2 separate regions of the Danio rerio genome follow, and region 1 is linked to region 2. The links are chromatin contacts, called in public HiChIP or PLAC-seq maps. All regions are on one chromosome and are shown on one strand. The core of a region is the stretch at or near the end of the contact, and the rest is flanking DNA. Distances in the headings are between cores, read along the strand shown. Region 1 holds the start of LOC100006839 (tripartite motif-containing protein 16). Region 2 holds the start of myo3a (myosin IIIA).

Region 1 (3,861 bases), core at 1,037-3,536, 87 kb before region 2:
CTACATAAATAAAAAGCAAAAAATAAGTCGTGATCACGACATAACAACTTCTGTTATGTCGAGATCACGACTTAATTATCTCGTGATCTCGACATAACGAAAAGTTGTTATGTCGTGATAACGACTTAGTTTTCTCTTGATCTCGCCTTAACAAAAACGCTCGCGTGCTCATGAGATTCATTATTATATTCATGTATATGATTATATATCTTTATTAACAACAATATTCTCTCAACTTTTGCCATTTTAAAGCAACTCTATGGCGTAATTTTAAAGTAGCCTTTTTGTAACTAACTTGCAGGAACGAAGCAAATACGATCTTCATCTTTCTTTAATATACAGCATTTTGTGCCATGAAGAGTTGCTTTAAACTGGTAACAGTTAAGGGAATATTATTGTAAATAATGATATATAAAGATATACATGAAAATATTAACAAATTAACATTAACAAATGAGCTCGAGCGTTTGCGTTCATATTATTATGGCTGTTCTGAATGTCTTTAATGTGTTGCACATATGGCTATTCAATCCCTGTTCGCAGGGCTGGTGCAGACCCACAGGCTAGATATTGGCCATTGTTGTTGTTATTACTGTTATTAGTATTAATAACAACAACAACAACAACAACATTAATATTAATAAAATTACTACTACTACCACTACTACTACTACTAATAATATTATTAACAACTATAATAATAATAATTAATAGGCTACATAAATAAAAAGCACAAAATAAAAAAAATAAAAAATAAAAATAAGTCGTGATCACGACATAACAACTTTTTTGTTATATCGTGATCACGACTTAATTATCTCGTGATCTCGACATAACGAAAAGTTGTTATGTCGTGATCACGACTTAATTATCTCTTGATCTCGCCATAACAAAATCGCTCGCGTGCTCATGATTATTGTAGCCTGCATTCATTATTATATTATATATCTTTATTTACAACAATATTTCCTTAACTTTTGCAGTTTTAAAGCAACTCTTTATGGCGCAATTTTAAAGTAATTGTAAATAACTTGCAGAAAGGAAGCAAATAAGCAGGATCTTCATCTTTCTTCATAATTTATTATGCAGCATTTTGCACCATATGTTGCTTTAAAATGGTAACAGTTGCCGGAATATTATTGCAAATAATGATATATAAAGATATACAAATTAATAACGAATGAACATTAACAATGTGCTTGAGCCATCTTTATATTGCTGTTCTGAACGTCTTTAATGTGTTGCACACATATTCACTCCCTGTTCGCAGGGCCGGTGTAGACCCACAGGCCAGATATTTTCCAAATAGTAGTAATAATAACAATACCAACAATATTAATAATTATAAAATTACTACTACTACTTATAATAATACTATTAATAATTATATTAATAACTATAATAATAATAATAATAATAATAATAATAATAATAATTAACAGGCTACATAAATAAAAAGTAAAAAAATAAGTCGTGATCACGACATAACAACTTTTGTTATGTCGAGATCACGACTTAATTATCCCGTGATCTCGACATAACAACTTTTCGTTATGTCGTGATCACGACTTAAATATCTCGTGATCTCGACAAAACAAAAGTTGTTATGTCGTGATCACGACTTAGATATCTCGTGATCACGACTTAATTATCTCGTGATCTCGACATAACGAAAAGTTGTTATGTCGTGATCACGACTTAATTTTGATCTTGACATAACGAAAACGCTCGCGTGCTCATGATTAATGTAGATTCATTATTATATTCATGTATATGATTATAAATCTTTATTAACAACAATATTCCCTTAACGTTTGCCATTTTAAAGCAACTCTATATGGCGCAAAGTTGTAAATAACTTGCCGAAAGGAAGCAAAGCATCTTCATCATTCTTCATAATTTATAAATGCAGCATTTTGCGCCATAAAGAGCTTTAAAATGCCAACAGTTGAATGAATAGTATATTGTAAATAATGATATAGCCTACCATTTACATGATGAAGAATGTACATTAAGCACGAGCGTTTTTGATCATATTCGAGAAAAAAATTCTTACTGCAAGGCCTCAGGACTTCAGTAGCATTTGATGTGCTTAACGTTTATTTAAAATCACATGTGTATATTAAATTGTACATAGACATGTTTACCACCTGTATTCTCTCGGCTGAAAGCATAGCCTGGGACAAGATTACTTATTATCACAGTAAACGGCAGGTGGCGGTATATTTCTGCGGCTCTCCATCCTCCACCATCTCCAAGAAGAAGAACAACAAAGAAAGAGAACATTAACGTTACTAGCAATATGCACAGGTTAGCTAGTCGCTTTATAATAAGTGTTCATTTCAGATTTTACAGACATGGAAATAATCATTTGGCATCCGTGAAATAAGGAGAAAGAGCACCTCCTCCGGTCATTATTCCCATGAACAGCATGTTTGATTTAAAGTGTGAGAGCTCTTCAGGTGAAGAGGAGGAAGAGACGGAGGCAGGAGACCCCGCTTTAACAGCACAGATATCCAGATGTGCAAACGTATCATCAGCGGATTTGGACTTATTGGAACACACCCGGAACGAGTCTAGTACTGTAAAGCAAACCATATGGGCTGTTAACTGTTTTAAAGCCTGGCTGCGGGAAAAGCAGCTGACCATAGACTTTAAAACGGCCGATAAATCGGAGGTAAACACAATCCTCCGCGAGTTTTATGGATCTATTCGGACCAGCAAAGGAGAGCTGTACGGGATCAGCAGCTACGTCGGTCTCCGGGCTGGACTCAACCGGTACGTTAACGACCCTCCGGTCAACCGTGCGTGGAATCTGATGCAGGACGCTGAGTTCAGGTCTGCTAACAATGTTTTCAAAGGCGTGGTCAAGCAGATCCGTCGCTCCGGTAGGGATATAACAACACACTACCCACCAATTACCCCTGAAGACCAACACATCCTCAAACATTCAACTGCACTGGACCCTGGGAACCCAAAGGGCTTGTTGTATAAGGTGTGGTATGACATCCAGTTGCATTTTGGGCTCAGGGGTAAGGAGGGCAACCGACACCTGCAGCCAGACACATTTGCTCTGAACCTGGACCAAAACGGATTTAAATACTTCACCATGGCACTACACGAGGAACCGAAGAACATGCCGGAGAAGGATAAGAAGAAGCGGAAGGCTATGTTTGAAGAGCCGGGGAATCCGCTGTGTCCTGTTGCGTCTCTGGAGAAATACCTGAGGAAAATCCCAGCCGACGCTAAAGCTCTCTATCTGCAGCCCAAAAGGAGCTATTTCCTCAGTGATGAGATCTGGTATACTGGACTCCCACTGGGAGTCAATCATTTGTCCCAAATGCTGCCCAAAATATGCAAAGAGGCAGGCACGAGAACGATATACACTAACCACAGTCTGAGGATAACAGCGATTCAGAGACTGAACGAACCGAGGGAGATCATGGCAGTTTGTTTACAAAGGTACTGGTAATAATAGTGGCTTTGCTTGTAAACAGAGGACTTTGCACTGGGTTTGTAAAGCCAAATCATGTTAAACAACTCTTTTATTTCACATTCAAATGAATGATTCATCTAGAAAGGAAAACTGTCATCTTGCTTTTTATCTTGTATTTTGTGAAACACAATCCATATACGTTCTGAATGCCAAAAACTAGATTTGTTCAAGCAACAATCAAAATATTCTTCAAAATAGCTTTTTGCATTCCACATAATACAGTCATGCAGTAAACAATGACACAATTTTCATTTTGGAGACATTTATTACTTAGTTATAACTATATAAATAGGAAAGTTTGCTTAAATATGTATATTTTTCATTATTTAATTATCCTTAATTTATTCCATACCTGAACGGCTTAC
Region 2 (3,861 bases), core at 87-2,586:
GTTATGAGGTGGCTGATAGGGTGTTCTGTGGTGGTTGCGTACTGACCCAAATTACGAGCCCATTATCATTAATGCCTCAAACCGTGTATGAGCAGCAACAGTGAAGCTTGCCTCACTAAAAAATGCATACGCTAATGCAGCTCATAAGCTCTAAGTACCTCACGTAGGGGAGATCGGCTTACACACTCACACCCAATGTCTTGTAATTTGTGAGTGTGGAGGTGGGCTTTAGCCTTATCTTCCGTTTTCCCCGGTGTCTCTGTGTCATGGAGTTTTGTAACATATAGAAGCTCAATTCATTATTGAACATGTCTGGAGGTTCTTTGGGGAGTTTGCATTGAGCTGTGCATGTGCTCAGTTACAGGCTGTGTGGCCTCTGTTTAGAAGGCTAATCACCTGGCATTTGTAATGACAGATAATGCCCTATCATGCTCAAATGACGCTTTATAACAGAATTAGTGGTTTTCCCCAACATATATGTGCAATGTTGAACCAAGATCAGGCATGCCAACATGTTCCCTTTTGTTACACAGTGTATCTTGACACATAAGGGGCATTTTGCACCAGGTGATTATAAGATCTCCTTCATAGGCGGTCCCTAATAAATAAATATTCCTTTAAAGCAATTGTCCTGTCCACAACTGGAGTGTGAAGTGCCTGGCAACCTTTTAAAGATTAGCTTCATCCATAATCAAACATGGCTTTCATTTTCAAGCACTGCCCAGCCAAAACCAGCTATGTCCAGCTTAAACAAGGCTGGTCAAGCTGGTTTTAGCTGGATTTAGCTAGTCTTTTTCCAACCTGTCCAGCAAAGACCATGGTGGAAATAGCTGGAAACCAGCCTGGAAATGGCCAAAACCCTCTAAAGCCAGCCTGGTCAACCAGCTAAAACCAGCCAACCAGCCTAGGCTGGTTTAAGCTGAATTTTTCACCAGGGAAATCTTTCAACATACCTAGTTTATTCTAAAGAAAACAGAATTTGTACTTGTTTTTGTACTTGTACTTTGTTTAGTGATTTCAATCAAACCTGATGGGTTTCATACAGAACTTAAGAGCATTCTTTGGTGAAACCCCCAAACAAATTGATAAAGATGCTTCTTAAGGTACTCTGTCTGGTTACTTTCTTTGGGTTGGAGAGGTAGTCCCCCAGGAGTTATATTCTTAGTAGTCCTAACTAACTTTGGCGTCTATATCAATGAAGATCTAAATAAGGAAAGGCTCATGGCGTAGTCAACTAATTCCTCTTAATCCCAACATATCTTCTGCTGCTTAGCATTGTTTCTGGTGCCAGGCATGGCTTGTTGAGATTAGCTTTAGCTGTGGTTAACTCCTCCACAAGTGTTCACACGCCACGACTGCCTCAACGGAGTCAATATGGACTTATTCAACAAAATGTTCAGCAATTATTTGAGGAAAGAGTGTAAGTGACATGTTGAACTTGAGGTTTTATCTTTAAAATTGGTTTAATTGGAGTAAAGAAATAGCTGGTTAAACTTTCACCCGGAAGGGTCACAAATGTTGAGTCTGTTAGACAGACAGCTTAATAAGATCAGCGATTACTACTAACAGTAGTTACAGAACGTCAAGTTTCTTAATTGTTGTTTGGACTTTGTGTGCTGTTTTTGCTACTTTTGAAATTTATTTTCCAACACATGTATGACTAATTCTACTTGCATGGTTTAGATTAAGAGTAGGTTACAATAAGTCACAGTGAAAACAGCCTTTAATGCAAAAATACATTGTTTTAGCATGTCTTTGCAGATAATTCTTAAAAATAGTGGACAATAAACCAGTCATTTGTGAAACGGGATAGTTTTGACCAGAAATGTCTTTCAAATTTGATTTAAATTGTTAAAATTGTTTTATGGCTGGCAGCACAGTGGCTTAGTAGTTAGCATTGTCACCTTACAGAAAGAAGGTCCCTGGTTTGAGTCCCAGCTGTGCCAGCTGCATTTCTATGCAGACTCTACATGTTTTTCCCATGTTAGTGTGGGTGCTGTCTAAAGACACGGGTATAAGTGAATTGAGTAAACAAAATATTGTCTGTAGTGTATGAGTGTGTGTGTGCGTGAATGTGAGTGTGTATGGGTGTTTCCCAGTACTTGGCTTGAAGGGTGTCCGCTGCGTAAAACATATTCCGGAATAGTTGGCGGTTGTTTTTGCTGTGGCGACCCCTGAAAAATAAGGGATTAAGCTGAAGGACAATGAATAAATGAATTCATGTTTTATTATTATTGGGTGATGACTCAGTGGTTAACACTGTTGCTTCACAGCAAGAAGGTCACTGGTTCAATTTTTCTGTGTGGAAATTGCATGTTCTCCCCGTGTTTGTGTGGGTTTCCTCTGGGTGTTTCTGTTTCCCCGACAGTCCAAGTCATGTGGTATAGGTGAATTAGATACACTTAACTGCCCGTAGTGTGTGACTGGGAGAGTATGTGGGTGTTTTCCAGCACTGAGGGTTGTACTCTTAGAGCTGGGTTGGAGCAAGAAGCTAGTAAAACATGCTAGAGTAAATAAGGGTTCATTCTGCTTGGGCAACCCCTTATAGAGCAGGGAACAAGCCAAAAATTGAGTGTTTTATTTTTTCTGTTTTCTATTCTTATTGTAGTCTGTACTGCAAGTTAAAATATTGAATGTGTTCAAATTTATTTTTCCATTCCACATTCTTAAAAATAAAGTCAGAATAACTCATTTTCGTTTTACACAGAACTTTTTAGTGAACAGTTTTTAAAAGAATAATCTTTATTAGTTTAAAGATCGCTTGAATAATCTAAAGACACTTTTGCACTATAATGAATTTCATGGAAATAATAGTTTCCATAGACATTTTAGCCTAAAGTCATCCATTCCCAGTTTTACACAACAGCCAAAAGAGGGATACACTAAGTCAGGAATTAAAAAGTTTGATTTTGACAAGTAGGTCATGTTACTACTCTTTCTATATGGATCTTTGGTAATCCGCAACATGGCTGTCAAGCAAATATAGCCCTAGTTGTGCTAAGACTAACTTTAAAGTGCATACCGTTGTGTATTTTTCATGCAAAGGTTCTTTTACTCGTCACATAGTGATTGCACAGCTTTTCTTAATCACATTTTACACCTGTGCAGATTTGATATCAACAGATTTTATCAACTATAAGTCAAATGGAAAAACAGCAAGCATACTGTCTTTAACTGCAAAGAACATCTGTCTCAAGACGCAATATGTGCTCTTTCTCCTCAGGAGATCACTCGGGAAGATGTTTCCTCGCTCAGGGAAATCCATCATCTTTGACAGCTTCCCAGATCCGTCTGACACCTGGGAGATCATTGAGACTATTGGCAAAGGGACTTATGGGAAAGTTTACAAAGTGCATAATAAGGTCGATGGCAGCAAAGCCGCAGTCAAAATACTGGATCCAATCCATGTGAGTACAGATCTAACCTATATGTAGTGCATGTGTCAGGCTACAATAAACAAAGACAACAAACATAGACTTGTTTTAGCAAACACTGAGTCATAAACTCAGTCATATTTGCAGAGAACACTGAGGTTAAGGACAGGGTCATGGTTGGCCCTTCAGGTTCAGTCAATGTGCATCTGTATTCATGTATTTATGTGTACCTGTGAACGTGTTTATGCTCTAAGTGAGGCCTGTGGTGAATTACTGACCACTGAGAACATCCACTCGCCACTGTCATATTAAGAATAGAACATCCATATCCTGCAGATAATGCCAAAAGGCTTTCTGTGTGACTGTCTCTTTCTCATTATTTCTGCAGCCACGCACTCTTTCCTTTAGTGACTGGGCAAATAAAAGGGGCTCTAACAGCATATACCCAGCCTAATCATGATCAGATGGCTTCTCAGAAAATGTGCAA

Evidence for each region. HiChIP or PLAC-seq counts read pairs in DNA pulled down with a chosen protein or histone mark.
Region 1: a contact with region 2 is called in an H3K4me3 HiChIP or PLAC-seq map of gastrula embryo, with 2.5 times the contacts expected there. The contact joins the promoter of LOC100006839 here to the promoter of myo3a in region 2. A contact is called at or near these places in 2 of 4 datasets of contacts at active chromatin or transcription factors (embryo and gastrula embryo).

What each region holds. Positions count from the first base shown.
Region 1 is chr24:6,538,303-6,542,163 of GRCz12tu, reverse strand. LOC100006839 (tripartite motif-containing protein 16) reads right to left here and starts at 2,286. Exons shown (of 7, transcript XM_073941403.1): 1 at 2,151-2,286. The coding sequence starts at 2,286. The region is part of intron 7 of gpr158a (G protein-coupled receptor 158a); the gene reads left to right. zgc:174877 reads left to right here and starts at 2,272. Exons shown (of 5, transcript NM_001430955.1): 1 at 2,272-3,462. The coding sequence starts at 2,423.
Region 2 is chr24:6,449,867-6,453,727 of GRCz12tu, reverse strand. myo3a (myosin IIIA) reads left to right here and starts at 1,336. Exons shown (of 38, transcript NM_205579.2): 1 at 1,336-1,420; 2 at 3,224-3,407. The coding sequence starts at 3,240. The region is part of intron 7 of gpr158a (G protein-coupled receptor 158a); the gene reads left to right.